2 separate regions of the Sus scrofa genome follow, and region 2 is linked to region 1. The links are chromatin contacts, called in public Hi-C maps. All regions are on one chromosome and are shown on one strand. Each heading gives the region's core, a stretch centred on a gene start, on an enhancer-like site or on the middle of the called end of the contact. The rest is flanking DNA. Distances are from core to core; before and after follow the strand shown. Region 1 holds the start of BUD31 (protein BUD31 homolog). Region 2 holds the start of ZKSCAN5 (zinc finger protein with KRAB and SCAN domains 5).

Region 1 (7,829 bases), core at 1,882-4,381:
CCAAAAACCTGAAATAAAAAAATCGCTTTAAAAGTAATTCACTAAGTGATGATACTGTGATAGGGCCAACAGATGTGGCTTCAGATCACATTTCCCAAAAGTGCACACTGCAGTGATTCACCAGGTGCAGGATCACGCAACATTCAGATGAAAGTGAAGGTGATATGTTCTGGAAAACTGGCAGAGGATGCAAAAACAAAGTGATGATGAAAACAGACCCATGAGAAAAATCCAAATAAAAATGTTTTCCCAAACAGATATATTTTGTACAATTTTAGATAAACATCCAACTAATATAGTAAGTAATTATAGGTAGATTATTTGATCTATATTTCCTAGAGCTGTTTTTTCTTGGGGGGGGGGGCCACCCACAGCATATGGAAGTTCCCAGGCCATGGATCAAATCTGAGCCACAGCTACGGCAACATCAGATCCTTAACCCACTGCACCACAGAGGGCACACCCTATATCTCCTATATATATAAAGCTTTTATATTCAAGTTGGCCCCAAAATTTTTTGAGGCCCTTTTCTCTAGTATTATCTTACTTTCTGGCATTGATAGCATTCCTGTGAATTAATAAGCAAACAAAATAGCATCAAGAGGCCACAGTGGTGCAGCCTGTCTCTTCCCATTTATACCTGGGTTTATGCCTGGCCCCACAGGCATCAAAGCCTGTGGCCCTTGGACAGAGCCCATCCAGACAGGAACTCCCCCACTTACCTTCTCTCATCTTTTGATCTAATTCATCCAGTGTTGGCTCAATCAACTCCCAGCCATCTGGGGGAGCTTTCCGGCTTCTTTTGACTTTAGGCATTTTTTCTCCAGAAGATAATTTGCAAAGATCTATGGGGGGAAAATATTAAATGTATTGGTTTCTGAGCCTCAGATCCCCAAGGGACTTCACAAGCCACAACTTTGGTGCACATTCATGTTCCTAAATCTGTTTTCTCATGTGCAAATAGGGGATAACAGAATCTAATTTATAGGGCTTTTGTGAAGACATAATTATAGGTACTATGCCTGGCATTTAATGTGTGCTTCAGACGTTTTGACTGTTAGCATTAACTGATATCAACTATGAACAGCTCTCTGTACTGGGAAACACGGAACAAAAAATAAGATGCACACTCTGTCCCTGAGAAGGTGATAGTCTAGCAAGGACATAAAAAGTGAAAAAGGAGCAGTTCCCTGGTGGTGTCACTGCTGTGGCACAGGTCGCTGCTGTGCTGTGGGTTCAATCCCTAGCCTGGGAACTTACACAGGAAACCTCTATCCCTGGCCAAAAAAAGTTAAAAGGGGAATTACAACACAGTGTGAGGAAGACTATGATTGAGAGAGTAAGGAACGTAAGTGTTTAAAAAGGAAAAAGTGAGGAGTTCCCGTCGTGGTGCAGTGGTTAACGAATCCGACTAGGAACCAGGAGGTTTCCAGTTCGATCCCTGCCCTTGCTCAGTGGGTTAACGATCTGGCGTTGCCGTGAGCTGTGGTGTAGGTTGCAGATGCGGCTCAGATCCCACGTTGCTGTGGCTCTGGCATAGGCTGGCAGCTACAGCTCCGATTCGACCCCTAGCCTGGGAATCTCCAAATGCTGCGGGAGTGGCCCAAGAAACGGCAAAAAGACAAAAAATTAAAAAAAAAAAAAAAAAAAAGGAAAAAGTGTAAAACCAAAGTTACCTTAGGGTCTCTTTCCCAAGATCTCTGGCCTCTTCAGTTACAGGCTTAGGTTCTTGACCAGCTGTGACTTTGGGGTAGGTTACATTCCCTTTCTGGCACTTCCTCTTGTCTGTAAAACGAGGGAGGTGTATCATCGGGATTGCCAAGGTCTCTTTTGAACCCAACAAGCATACTACAGAAAGGCAAGTCATGTAAAGCCCATACAATGGACCACTCCAAATCTTACATAGGAAATCATTATCAAACCACATAGCATCTCTTGGCTGGCAAAGAAAACTCAGGTTAGTTATCTTTTATTTTTAAGCATACCAGACTCCCCTCTCCCAAATTCGTTCAGTTACTTGTAGGCCTGACAAGTTCACAAAGCCCCGCCCCCCGTCCTTTCAAGAATTCTCAGAAACAACCTTACAGATGAGGACCGATTAACAAGAGGAAAACTCAGGATCGCACAGGCCTGAGAACTAGCAGAGTCTGACTCTGTCAGGGGCTCCTGACTCTCAGATCAGAGGTCTCTGTACTGGTCTCCCCGCTCGGAAGCTAGAGATGGATGGAATCTGGTCCGTGTCCCAACGCGCACCGGCTGGGAGGACAAACACAGAGGAATGACCGCTTTGCTGTGACCCAGGAGATTTGAGGGCCTGGTCCAGCCTGGGAGTCAGAGGAGGCCTCCCAGGGGAGGCAACAAATAAGAGGTAACTAGAGCAAGAAGCAGCAGGTGTGGGGCGGTAAAGAGGTGGTAGCGCTCGGGAGAGGCGACGAGCGGAAAGGCGTTCAGAGGAAGGGAGGAAGACCTTACAGCCCGGGTAGTTAAGAAAGGCTCAGAAAGACGACAGCTTCTGAATCGGGCTTACAAAAATAAGCAATATTTAAAAAAAAACGTTCTCGGCGGAAAGCATGGGGAAAAAAAGGGAAAAAAGCCTAAAAGAGAACCCCCAAACCTCCCATCCTTCCGGCCAAACCAGCAAGGAGCCGCCTCTTCTCGGGAACTCACGTCGACCGCTTGGTCCAGAGGCCCGAACCCATCCCAGTTCAGCTGTTTAGATCGCTCTCTGGGCCAACGCAGACCTCCGATCCCCGGCCCCAGCCGCTACCAAGACACCCGAGAACAGAGTAAAAACACACACCAAAACCTCCGTCGCCGTCGGCTACCCCTTCTTTAACCAACGCCTCGGCTTCCCAGGCGATCACTTCAGGATGAGGTCCTCGCAGAGCCCCGCCCCAACAGGCGTGGAGATTGCGCTGTTTTCTTAGGTGTCCGCATCTCTGCCTGTATAGAATTCCAGAGCCGCTCTTTCCTTTTGCCCTCGCTTCCCGGGGGTGACTGGCAGGCTCACGCGCCTCCCCTGGCCGGGGGTAGAGGGACTACGAGCTCTGTTGCCCGGCAGCGGGCGGGCGAGCCCCGGCTCAGGCGGCGCGTGGGACAGTCTGGCCTCCCTGAGGTCCCCGGTCCTCGCGGCGGCGGCGGGGCGTGAAGGGAGGGCGGGGTGGGGGGGGGAACTGGCCGGGCGGAAGAAGTCGAGCCCGAGGCATTTCCGGTTCCGGTGTCAGTTCGAGGCGCCGCCGCCGCAGCCGCCGGAGCCGAGATGCCTAAAGGAGGTGAGGGGCGGGCGCGCGTGGCCGGAGGGCCTAGTGGAGCTGCCCGAGTCAGGCTCCCGCTGTCCACTCAGCCCGCGGGCCTCTCGGCCAGCGGCGCAGAGAGAGGACGTCCGCGCCGACTGAGGGCCAGGCCTGGGCCTCGACGCCCAATTGTCCCACTGGGGAAACTGAGGACTGTGGGGGCCTCGAGCCACTCCCTCGGGGGTCCGAGGGAACTTGGAGGCTCTGGGTCCTCGCCGACGCGGAAGGCCGATCTAGAGCGCTCTTCTGGCCTGGGGGGTCTGGAGGTCCTCCCGCTTTCAGGCTCGCCGGAGACTGAGTCACCGCGTCCCGCGCCGGTGCCGGGCCCGCCTGCCTCGCGCATAAAACGTGGGCTCCGGGCTAGCCAGGCCTGCCTACTGCGACCTAACTTGATGTTCTTAAGCCTGCGAGACCTAGTTTTGACTGCTCTGTTCGGCAGCGGCTCGATGTGTGCCTTAGAGCCAGTTGGTTAACCTAACCGTGTCTTAGTATTGTCCCTTGGAGGTAGTGGTTAGGAGTGTACCTACCTCATAATACTGATGGGAGACTTAAACTAGGTTAGGTAACCCACGTGGAGGGTGCAGTACGGTGCAGGACAGTCTTTAAGTGCCCCGTTAGCATTAACTATTGTTATTTGTAAGACTTTGCCAGTTCTTCGGCCAAGAAGGTAAAGCATCCCTGGCTTCCCAGTCCATTGTAGACGGTCCTCCATCCTCTTCCCCGTAAGAGTCAACAGCTCTTGACTTGAAGCCCAGCTGTGTTACTATCTAATCTTGTGGCCTTGAACAAGTTATTTAACTTTTTCCAGCCTGTTTTCCCCATCTGGAACACCTGTCTAATAATTCTTAGCTTGGAGAATTGGGGCCGGGGTCATAAAACTATAGAGCACGCATGGTGCCTGGCCACCTTCTGCATGGAACAGATGTTCAGTTAATATTGGTCGCTTGTGTGTCATGTTGATTAAGATGCATCAGCCCACAGGAAGATCTGCTTGGAGTCTTTTCAAACCTAAATGATTTCCTGATTCTCTACTCCCAGAGATAATTGGGGTTTACAGTGCTGAATCCCTTTAAACCTAGCTCTCTACTGGTTTATTCCATGGTAGGAAAAAGCCATGTCTCTTGTGTTCCTCAGTCTCCTGCAAAAGGAGGGTACTCCATGAGCTCTTCCAGCTCCAGAGTTCTGGTTTTAAGAGTCTTACTAGATAGATAATTTGCGTTAAGGTGGGGCGGTCACAGTTAGGAAACCCTAAATATGGGAGTTCCCAACCTGGCTCAGTGGTTAACGAATCTGACTGGGAACCATGAGGTTGCGGGTTCGACCCTTGGCTTTGCTCAGTGGGTTAAGGATCCGGCGTTGCCATGAGCTGTGGTGTAGGTTGCAGACTCGGCTCGGATCCCACCTTGCTGTGGCTGTGGTGTAGGCCGGCAGGTACAGCTCTGATTAGACCCCTAGCCTGGGAACCTCCATATGCCGAGGGAAGCGGCCCTAGAAAAGACAAAAAAAAAAAGTAAATCCTAAATACGGATTCTTGTTTAAATAACTTGGCCTTTGGGCTTGTGAAAGCTTTATGGGCGAAGTTTACATTTCTTGCTTGTGGTAATTTGCTTGAAAACCAAAAGAAAGCTCGAAGATGTTCAAAAAAAAAAAAAAAAGTATAAAATTCTCCCAGGGCAAAGAACCAGTTCTTGTTGCTGATAAGTAACTGTGAAGCATTCTTAAAGGCACGGAGAGCTTCTGATTAACAGGTGCCGTAGACCAAGCTAAGAGCATTCCATAGCTAAGCAGGTGGGATGAGAGCCTGTAGTAAATTTCTAGTTGTTTATATTACTTAGAATATTAAGAGGGCAAGACAAGATGGGTTTTTTGATGGCAAGCTTGATTTCTCACAATAGGACTTTTATTTTTTATTTTATTTTATTTTTTCACTGCCCTGGGGCATATGGAGTTCCCAGGCCAGGGATCAGATGAACTAAGCCCCAGTTTCGGCAATGCCAGATCCCCAACCCACTGTGCTGGACCGGGGATTGAATCTGCATCCCAGCACTCCCAAGATAACCGCCAATCCCGTTGCAGCACAGCAGGAACTGCTCACAATGGGACTTTTTTTTTTTTTTTTTAATTTTACTGGAGGAATTCCTGTCATGGCTCAGCGGAAATGAATCTGACTAGCATCCCTGAAGACGCACGTTCGATCCCTGTCCTCACTCAGTGGGTTAAGGATCTGGTGTTGCTATGAGCTATGGTGTAGGTCCCAGGTGCGGCTCATCCTGCGTTGCTGTGGCTGTGGTGTAGGCCAGCGGCTACAGCTCTGATTTGACCCCTTGACTGGGAACCTCCATGTGTCGTGGGTACAGCTCTAAAAAGACAAACAAAAAATTTTACTGGGGTATAGCCGATTTATAGTCTTGTATTAATTTCAGCAAAGTGCAGTTATACTAGACCCATTTTTCCCTATATAGGTTATTATAGAACAAGTCGACTTCCCTGTGCTGTACACTAGGTCCTTGTTATCTATTTTATATCTAGTACTGTGTATGTGTAATTCCATCCTCCCAGCTTATCCCTCTCCCATCACAATAGGACTTTGATGAGCATAGCCTGAGACACCCCTGGGAACCCAGGGTAGTCATTAAAAATGGGTGGTGTGGTCTGTAGCAGCCCAATTATAACTCTGCAGCTGCTGTCCAGGAAATCAGGGGAGGCCAGTATCTCTGCTACTGTCTGTGGAGGCTGGCACAGCTCTGGCTGTCTAATTACAGCTTCTCTGCTCTCAGTGAGAGACCCAGCAGAAGTCAGGTGGGCTGCAGCTCCCAGAAGAGGTGGAAATGGCTGCTAGGCACAGCCACCCTAGCTAGCATCCTCCAGAACCAGCTGAGGGGGTGTCACCCTCCTATAAAACTGGCTGATGGCTTTAGCAGGGGTCAGTCTAATATCTTGACTCAAGAGAGTCAGACATAAAACTGATTCTCTGTGATAAACTTTTTTTTTTTTTTTTTTTGGCCATTTCTAGGGCCGCTCCCGCGGCGTATGGAGGTTCCCAGGCTAGGGGTCAAATTGGAGCTACAGCTGCCGGCCTACGCCAGAGCCACAGCAACATCAGATCCTTAACCCACTGAGCAAGGCCAGGGATCGAACCCGCAACCTCATGGTTCCTAGTCAGATTCGTTAACCACTGAGCCATGAGGGGAACTCCTCTCTGTGATAAACTTTAATTGCTAGTCACATTTTTAACTTTTAGATGGTAGTCTCTTTTCAACTTTAACTTTGCCAGTTGTATTTCTAAGCCCAAGAAAGTTTTCTCTTGTAGGTTCTAAGTTTTCTCTAGCATACCACTTAGGAGAACGTGAAGTAACTTAATTCTGTTCCCTGACACCTGTAGTAAATTGCTGATGTGGATCAGTGGCTTTGTGGTTTTTCCCCACTATTTTGGAAGAGTAACAATCATAGCAAACATTTTTGTAGAGCTTGTCCAGTGCCAGGCGCTGTCCCAGCATCTGTACACGTGTTAAATCCAGCTTCATGACAACCCTGTGTGGTAGGGACACAGGTGAAGAAACTGACTCTGAGAGCTTAAATACCTGCCCAGAGTCACAAAGCTAGTGAGTGGTAGAGCTGAGATTTGAACTCAGCATTTGTGCTCATTCCTCCTTTGCTTTAGTCTCACGTTTTCTTGTCTGTAAAATCGGACCAGCTGTGATGAGGCACCACAGGTTTAATCTAGGGATCAAATGAGCCCATGGCTGTGAAAGAACGTTGCAAGTAAAAAGCACTGCAGTGGAGTTCAGCGGTAAGGAACCCAGCTAGTATCCAGGGGGTTTGAGCCCTGACCTCGCTCAGTGGATTAAGGGTCTGGCATTGTTGTGGCTGTGGCGTAGGCCGGCAGCTGCAGCTCCTTTTCGACCCCCTAGCCTGGGAATTTCCATATACCGCAGGTGCAGCCCTAAAAAGACCAAAAAAAAAAAAAAAAAAAAAAGCATAGGTGTCACACATTCTCAGGAGTGCATCTGGGTCACTGCATTCAATTCTAAGGGACCAGGGGCTTAGCTGGTCACTCCATGCCATGTGCCCTCCCCCCAAACCTCCTCTTGGGTCTCACAGTTTGGTGCTGCATCAGGTGGTCAAGTGTTGCCTCTTTCGTCCTTTTGAACACATGATGGTGGGGAAAGTATAGGTTTTGGGTGGTGCTTGGTGAGGGGCAGGTGAGGTCTCTGCAGCCTCTGATAAGAGCACCTCAAACAGGACACAGCCTGGGGCTCAGGGCAATCACAGAATCTGTCTCCCTCCCACTTTCCTAAGCTGCCAATCCTTGTGCAGGGAGAAAGGGAGGCCACAAAGGCCGGGCGAGGCAGTACACGAGCCCCGAGGAGATCGACGCACAGCTCCAGGCTGAAAAGCAGAAGGCCCGGGTGAGTACGTGCCTGTCCAGGCCACGCCAGTGGCCCAGGGTGTCGCCCTGCCTTTGGCACCCAGGGAGGCCGGGCAAGGACCACCCATCCTTAGGAAGAAGCCAACATCTAGGCCTTGGTTGGGGGG
Region 2 (7,829 bases), core at 2,605-5,104, 87 kb before region 1:
ACCCTACACCAAAAGGAATTCCAGATGGATCAATCATTTCAAAGGATAAAACAAACAACAACAACAATAATGAGAAAAAAACAATGGAGAAGAAATAATGAGAAAAGTTTCTTATACTACTGTGGTGGAGAGGGCCTTTCTAAATATGGCACAGAACCCAGAAACCATGAATTAAGATTTAAACTGACTGTATAAAAATTAAAAAAAAAAAACCTGCAAAGCAGCTGTCCAAATTATAAATGCACACGGCCTCTGAGCCAACAATTTGACTTTTAAGCTTTTTTTTGGCCATGCCCTCGGCCATGCAAAAGTTCCCAGGCCAGGGACTGAACCAAGCCACAGGAGTGACCCAAGCCACAGCAGTGACAATGCTGGATCTTTAACCCATTGGGCCACCAGATAACTCCTGACTTCTAAGCTTTGAGTCTACAATTAATGATGCATGTAAAGGATACTCACTGCAGCAAAGTTTGTTACAGTAAAGATTCAGAAATGATCTAAAGGAATAACTTCAACAGCCTTTAATACGACGTCAATTATGGTCCCTCCATACACTGGAATACGACGCACTTGCAATGACTGAAGCAACTCTATTGGGACCAACATGGTACAAGCCGGGATATAAGACATAAAAGCAAAAGGCAGAAGTGCACAGTGATGTAAAAACATTTGTGTTTTTTTAAAACACGTCACAGGAGTTCCCACGGTGGCTCAGCGGTAACGAACCCAACTAGTATCCAGGAGGATGCGGGCTCGATCCCTGGCTTCGCTCAGTGGCTTAATGATCCCACGTTGCTGTGGCTGTGGCACAGGCCGGCTCTGATTCAACCCCTTAGCCTGAGAACTTCCATGTGCCTCAGGTGTGGCCCTTAAAAAAAAAGCAAAAGAAAACACACCGTACACACATCCCATAACATATACAGAAGACAGTGCATCCCTGTAAGGCTGTACAAATACCACGTGACCGTGGCTGCCTCTGATGAGAACTCAGGCAGCTGGGGAATTAGGGGTGGGAGGGACACTTACTTTTCATTACAATCTTATGGGCCTTTTGAATTTTCTACCATGTCATTCAAAAAATAAACCAGTAATTTAAAACATAAATAAAATCGCAGCTTGTCTTCTCCAGGTTAACACACTGGATACTGCTTCTCTTTGCTGGAGTGGCAGGAAATCTCCACAGTGGACCTAATCCCAGGAGAACAAAAGAATATGAATGAAGCGGCAGGGCGCCCAGGGTCTCACCCCTGCTCAGCAGCTCCTAACACTCCTCCTCTCCTTCCTCATCGCTCCGAGGTCCCCTCTCTCACTTACCTGTTGTCTTCGTTCCTCTAGTTCTCTCTGTATACTTTCCACCACGGCCACAGCCTCTTCTCCACTTTCTGGGTGATGCTCTCTCACCCAGGTCTGGAACTCTTCCGGCAGGATGGTCAGGAACTGCTCCAGCACCAACAGCTCCAGGATCTGCTCCTTGGTGTGCAGCTCAGGCCTCAGCCATTCACAGCAGAGCACCCGGAGCTGGCTGAGGGCCTCGCGGGGGCCTGAGGCCTCGTGGTACTGGAAGTGCTTGAAGCGCTGGTAAAAAGTCTCAAACGCTGGTGGGTTGTACTCCTGCATCCAGGTGCAGTCTTCTTCCTCCACCTTCACTATGAGAAGGTCCTCCTGCTCCTGTGACGTCTCAGCTGGAAGGTCTAAGTCTATAACTTCCCCAGATTCTGTCATTATCATTCCAACTCAGAGGCAGAGCTCTCCAGGTAAGCCGGGGGGCACGGATCAACTTTGTTCTCTGCTCCTTGAGATCTTCTGAAGGACACGTTCATTAGCTTGCAACCTACTGGTACATTGGGAACCATTATTAGCAAAGAGAGGACACAAATGACCACTCAGCAACTCAACAACTAATGATATACGGAAACGACACTTAAAAATGTGGACTACAGGAGTTCCGTCATGGCTCAGCAGTTAACGAACCTGACTAGCATCCGTGAGGATGCGCTCGCTCAACGGGTTAAGGATCTGGCATTGCCATGAGCTGTGGTGTAGGTGGCAGAGGAGGCTTGGAGCCCACATTGCTGTGGTTGTGGTGTAGGCCGACAGCTGCAGCTCTGATTTGACCCATAGCCTGGGAACCTGCATATGCTGAGGGTGTGACCCTAAAAAGACAAAAAAAAAAAAAAAATGTGGGCTATAGGGAGTTCCCCTTGTGATTCAACAGGAACAAACCCAACTAGTATCCATAAGGATGCAGGTTCAATCCCTGGCCTTGGCCGGGGGTTAAGGATCTGGTGTTGCCCTGAGCTGACGTGTAGGTCCAAGATGCTCAGATTCTGCGTGGTTGTGGTGTAGGCCGACAGCTGCAGCCCCGATTGGACCCATAGCCTGGGAACCTCCATATGCTGAGGGTGTGGACCTAAAAAAAAAAAAAAAAAGTGTACTACAAAACAGCCATCCCTCCACCCACAAAATAATGACCAACACTGAAAAAGTGTAAAGGAGGTAGTTCTCTTCTGGCTCAGAGGATTAAGGACCTGGTGTCACTACAGAGGCTGGGGCAGCTGTGGTGGCTGGAGTTCTATCCCCGGCTCATTAATTTCCACATGGCCCAGGTGCGGACAAAATAAATTAAGAAAAAGGGTAAAGGACAGCAATAAAAATTTGACATCGAGCCTAATCAAATACAATTTTAGTGCTTAAGAGCATTAAATCTCATATAAAAAAAACAGGACAAAACTTACTAACTAGTCCAGACGCAGCCGCTCCTTCTCTACCACAAGCCAACTTAAGTCAGAACAGAGGTCAAAAACAGTACAACGGTCAAAACTGGCCCTGTCCTTCTCAAGCCACAAGAGCTTGACAGGCCAACGGGAGACTTCATGGGTCCCGAAGAGAACCAGGGTTTTAAGTACCGATTTTGCACCTGGATTCCTCACAATCGCCCCTGACCCCGAGCCACGGAAACCGGCCCGGTCAAGGTTAGGGACAGGACCATGGTCTGGACACAGAGGCCTGTCCTCAAGGCCCCAGTCCCGGGGAGCTCTGCTGGAAGACCAGGCTCCTGCGGCCAAGGCTGGGAAGACGGGTTTCTTCTCACAAACGAAGAGAAAGCCGAACCCGACACTTCCCAACACTTCCTCGCCGGAAGTAAGCAAGTCCAAGCTGTCCCTGACCAACGGTGTAGAGCCATAAACCCCACCCCCGAGAGTACTTCCGAGTCCTCTCTAGGAATCCCGGAGGCCCTCTCCTCGCAGCGGGCGGGAAGTGCTCGCCCCAGGCTCCGCCCTAACCCCGCCCCCGAGGGGCTGTGGCCAATCAGCGGGGAGATAGGGCGCCGGCCCAGGATGCCCGTCCAACCTCCAGAAACACAGCCGTTCCCCGCCCACCGATCCGCAGGTCCAGCGTTGCTAGGGCCGGAGAGAAAACCGACCCGCCTTCGTCCTCACTCAACCCCAAACCATTTAAACGGCCCGAGCCCGCCCCTTTATTGGATTGGGGGCAGAGGACGGGGCCTTAGATGTCCCGAGGGCTTGCTAAGGCAACAGTTGCCACTGTCTGGTTGGCCGTGGGACTTGCGCTCCTTCAGCCCCACGCTCTGAGCCCCAGTTCCAAGTAGGTCTGTAGCTCTCGGCGAGCCCGCACCCTTACTTCTCTTTAATGGACCGTTTGGTTTCTTCATCTGAAACCTCGCCACTCCCCGCACCCTGCCTCCAGACACACCCACCTCTTTACCACAGCCGTCAGCTCAGGTGCTGAAACCTCCGACGTCAGACCCGCGAGCCCCTGGAGCCAGCGGCCCCAGGGACTACACTCCCAGAAAGCGCCGCGCGGGCCACGTCCTTCAGCCAATAGGGCCACGGCTCTCTTCGCAGCCTCGGTCTCGCGAGCCTATCAAAATGTGAGATTGGGAGGCGTTTCTTCCGCGCCTGCATTGGAAGGCTGAGTGCGTCGGCATAGGGTCTACTACGGGCTGCGGAGGGTGGGGGCGGAAGTACCGCATCCTTTCAAAGAAGAGCCGTCTATTCAGGGCTTCTCTGGGATCCAAGGGGGTCCCATCTTTAATAAGCCCTCGTTTTGTTATCCGTTTACAAAGCTGTTCGACAGGCAGAACGAGAGTCACCGTATTACGAGTCTCGAAGATGAATGAGGCCAACCGACACTGAATCAGAAGGCATACATCCTTGGATACTCCAGGACAGTTTTGTTTGTTTTAATGTCTATTGTGAATTTTCACTCAAATCAGGAATGGGGTTTTGAGAACGCCTTGCTAGCGCCATGGTCCAGCTTATGGGAATGAAGAACTGCAGAAAGTCACCTATCTCCGCTGGAGACGCTTAAATTGACACTGCGGTATGTTTGGTCAATGTAGTATTTGTATGCTTTCACTTTTGACATTTAAAATTGTTAAAAGTTCAGACAAAACAAACACCAGAAGTAAAAGCAATACATCAATGAAGTAATAATTAGTAAAAGTTTATTGTGCACACGTCAAAAAGCTTACAAACCGGTAGCATTCAAACATGGAAAGAAACTTTATGTTATAAAGCATCTTCTATCGTGTGGAGACGGTGACTGTTTATTCTTCACAGTGATTGGTTACAGTATTAAGAATTTTTTTTAGAGGGAATTGGTTAGTAGTTACTTCATATCGAGTTGGGGGAACAATGTAAGTCTTGCTGAGGATTTTCAGAGGCATAAGCAAGAAATACCCAGGTCAGTTAGCCTGGCTTGTCTTGCAAAATGAGCTAAATGAAACTTTGCTCTTATGACTAAACTGGTTTTGTCTGCTCAAGAAATTTTCAAGTCTGGTCTACCTTTGTTTTTTATTTTAACAGAACATTGCATAGTGTCACTTTTAAAAAGTGGATCTTTGATCCATTAATAAGTATCTTGGTGTACGAGAGGAAGTATAAATCTAACTTTCTCTTTTCCTGAATCATTAGTCGGTTGTCTCAACATTTACAAGAAATTCTATCTTTATTCCTCATTGATTTGTGATGCTGCCTTTATCACAAGTTAATTTTGCATGTGTTTTGAGATTTGTTTCTAAATTTTCTATACTGTTCCATTCGTCTGTTTGTCTACACGTGGGATAATATCATGTTGTGTTCATTTACTGAGGTTAATCATTGGTTTTAATATCTCTAAGAGTGAGTGCCCCCCAATTTTGTTTCCTTTTCAGAGTATCCTAGTTCCTTTGATATTCTCCAATTAAGATTCAGTTTTTCTGGTTCGGGAAGAATTCTGTATTAAAATCATTCGTGATTTATACTGACTTAGAGAGAACTGACATCTGTACAAAGGTGATTTTCCTATCCGGGAAAATGGTATGTCTTTCCCTTGTGGAAAAAGCCCTACTTTTGGATCCTTAAAGTTTTCTTCATATAGGAATTGATAAAAGAAGATGCGATGTGTGTAAATATGAATGAATGATAATGGAATATTACTCAGCTATAAAAAGAATGATATCTTGCCATTTGTGACAACATGGATGGATCTAGAGGGCATTATGCTAAGTGAAATGTCAGACAGAGGAAGACAAATACCATACAATTTCACTTATATGTGGAATCTAAAAGCAGGAAGGTTCCCTGGTGGCACAGTGGGTTAAGGACCCCGGCATTGCCATAATCATGGCACAGGTCGCAACTGCAATGCAGGTTCGATCCTGGCCCAGGAACTTCTACATGCTGCAGGCGCAGCCAACCCACATACCTCCCCCCAAAACAAATAAACATAACAAAACAGAAACAGACTCATACATACAGAGAACAAATAAGTGGTTGCCAGAGGGGAGGGGAGTGAGGGAATGAAAAGTTTAAAAAATTGTAACCCATGTGAGGCAATGAATCCTATTTAACTTGATTGTGATCTTATCACAGTGTAGATTTATATGAAATGCATTGTACACCTTAAATATATACATATTTGTCAAGTATACCTCCAAGATGAAAAAAAATTTTAATAAAGTTTTCTTCCTATAGGTGTGTTACCTATCGTGTGTTTATTCCCAAGTATTCTGTTATATTGCAAATCGAGTTGGTCTGGGTTTTTTTTGTTTTTGTTTTTGTTTTGTCTTTTTGCTATTTCTTTGGGCTGCTCCCGCAGCATATGGAGGTTCCCAGGCTAGGGGTCCAATCGGAGCTGTAGCCACCGGCCTACGCCAGAGCCACAGCAACGCAGGATCCGAGCCGCGTCTGCAACCTACACCACAGCTCACGGCAACGCCGGATCGTTAACCCACTGAGCAAGGGCAGGGATCGAACCCGCAACCTCATGGTTCCTAGTCAGATTCGTTAACCACTGTGCCACGACGGGAACTCCCTTTCTTTTTTTTTTTTTTTTTGGTCTGGTTTTTAAAGAGTATTATCTGGTAGCTTGTGTTGTATAACAAATGATCCCCAATCTTTAGTGACCTAAAAAAGAAACCATTTATTTATCGAGGGGCTCTGTGGGCTGGCAGTTTGGCCTGGGCTCATGCGGATGGCTCTTTGCCTCTTCTGCCTCTGGTCCCTGCCAGTGAGGTAGGCAGTTGGTCATCAGCAGCTCCAGGGACTACATCTCCCAAGAAGCCTCGCGCCAATCATGCTCTCTAGCCAACGGGGACTTTGTGGCCATTTTTGCATTATACCACAATGAAACATACCATCTGAAAAGGAGAGAAAAGGGTGATGGTCAAGGCAGTGCTGGGAATGGACTTTTCACATAACCATCAGCCCACATGCACAGTAAAAGGGTCGGCAAAGTGCTGCTCTAGGCACTTTGTATTTTCTCCTTATCTTAAACCCGACCCTAAGAGAGCTGAATACTTGAACTGCATTCTTTTCTTCCTTAGCCGAATCAGGCTGTTTGAATTTTGATAGTTGTGAACTCTGTTTTCCAGTATGCAAGAGTTTACAGTAGGCAGTTTTTTTGTAATCCCATCTTTTCCCTGATTCCATCTTGTTTATCCCTGCCCTATTTTTGTTTTCTCACTTAATTTTTTTTTTAAGGATGAAGCAGCTAGCATTCTTCAATGCATTTCTGTGAACAAAGCACCATAAAAAGCATTGGGAACACAGAAATGTATCATTCAGTGATATCAGTGGGAGCAGATAAAAGCACTTAATATTCTGCAGATGAAGGCAAAAGTTACAGGAGAAAGGGAAATAAGAGCTAAGCGAATCACTATATCATGATCAGAGTCCATAGTCATACAACCCAGAAACAGGAATTGATGGAGCCGGACTGCTAATCAGATGGTAAGTTGAGAGAACATGCATCTCCTCTCACCGGGAGGAGATAAAAAAATGCTTGTGCTACCCTCATAGTACTTAATAGTCTCTTCTGTATTCTGTAATTACTTATATAGGTGGATATTTACTGGAGCTAGATTTGCCTGTACTGTAAACGGTTCTCTTAATTGTGAATTTGCATTCTGCCCTAATTCCCTTGCCATCCTTGGCCACCTGATCCTAGTCAAAGTGCAGTGCCAGGAAAAGAACTTTCAACTCCCTGCCAGATTGTGATAGTGTTCCCACAAAGATGAATAAGTACACTTTGTGCAAAGCTTCTGACCTCCAAGGACTTTCCAACCACATGGGGAGATCAGATGTAAATATGGGTCAAGTTATGTCGTCACATTGTTACATCTTGCTCCAAAATTTGTAGAATGACATATATGGGCTTTGAGAGTTGTGAATTTTTTTTCTTGGTAAGATGATTTGATGTAAAAACCAATCCACAAATATCTGCTTTTGCCTGTTTCATGTCCTGTTAATGTCTAGACAAAACAGATTACAACAGGCTAGTACAACCACTTAGCTACTAGATCCTAAAGTAGGGATTGACTACCT

What was found. A called contact is a pair of places that touch in the nucleus more often than the background predicts.
Region 2: a contact with region 1 is called in a Hi-C map of skeletal muscle, with 3 times the contacts expected there. The contact joins the promoter of ZKSCAN5 here to the promoter of BUD31 in region 1. A contact is called at or near these places in 1 of 5 promoter capture datasets (liver), 7 of 47 Hi-C or Micro-C datasets (alveolar macrophages, blood, heart right ventricle and 3 more) and 1 of 2 datasets of contacts at active chromatin or transcription factors (alveolar macrophages).

The regions. Positions count from the first base shown.
Region 1 is chr3:6,350,551-6,358,379 of Sscrofa11.1, reverse strand. It overlaps BUD31 (protein BUD31 homolog), which reads right to left and starts at 3,131. Exons shown (of 6, transcript XM_003124311.4): 1 at 2,801-3,131; 2 at 1,677-1,785; 3 at 723-845. The coding sequence starts at 816. It overlaps PDAP1 (28 kDa heat- and acid-stable phosphoprotein), which reads left to right and starts at 3,167. Exons shown (of 6, transcript XM_005661875.3): 1 at 3,167-3,272; 2 at 7,611-7,702. The coding sequence starts at 3,260.
Region 2 is chr3:6,438,340-6,446,168 of Sscrofa11.1, reverse strand. It overlaps ZKSCAN5 (zinc finger protein with KRAB and SCAN domains 5), which reads right to left and starts at 3,854. Exons shown (of 5, transcript XM_013995381.2): 1 at 3,719-3,854; 2 at 1,315-1,831. The coding sequence starts at 1,728. LOC106509641 (a long non-coding RNA gene) reads right to left here. Exons shown (of 2, transcript XR_001307332.2): 2 at 6,301-6,643.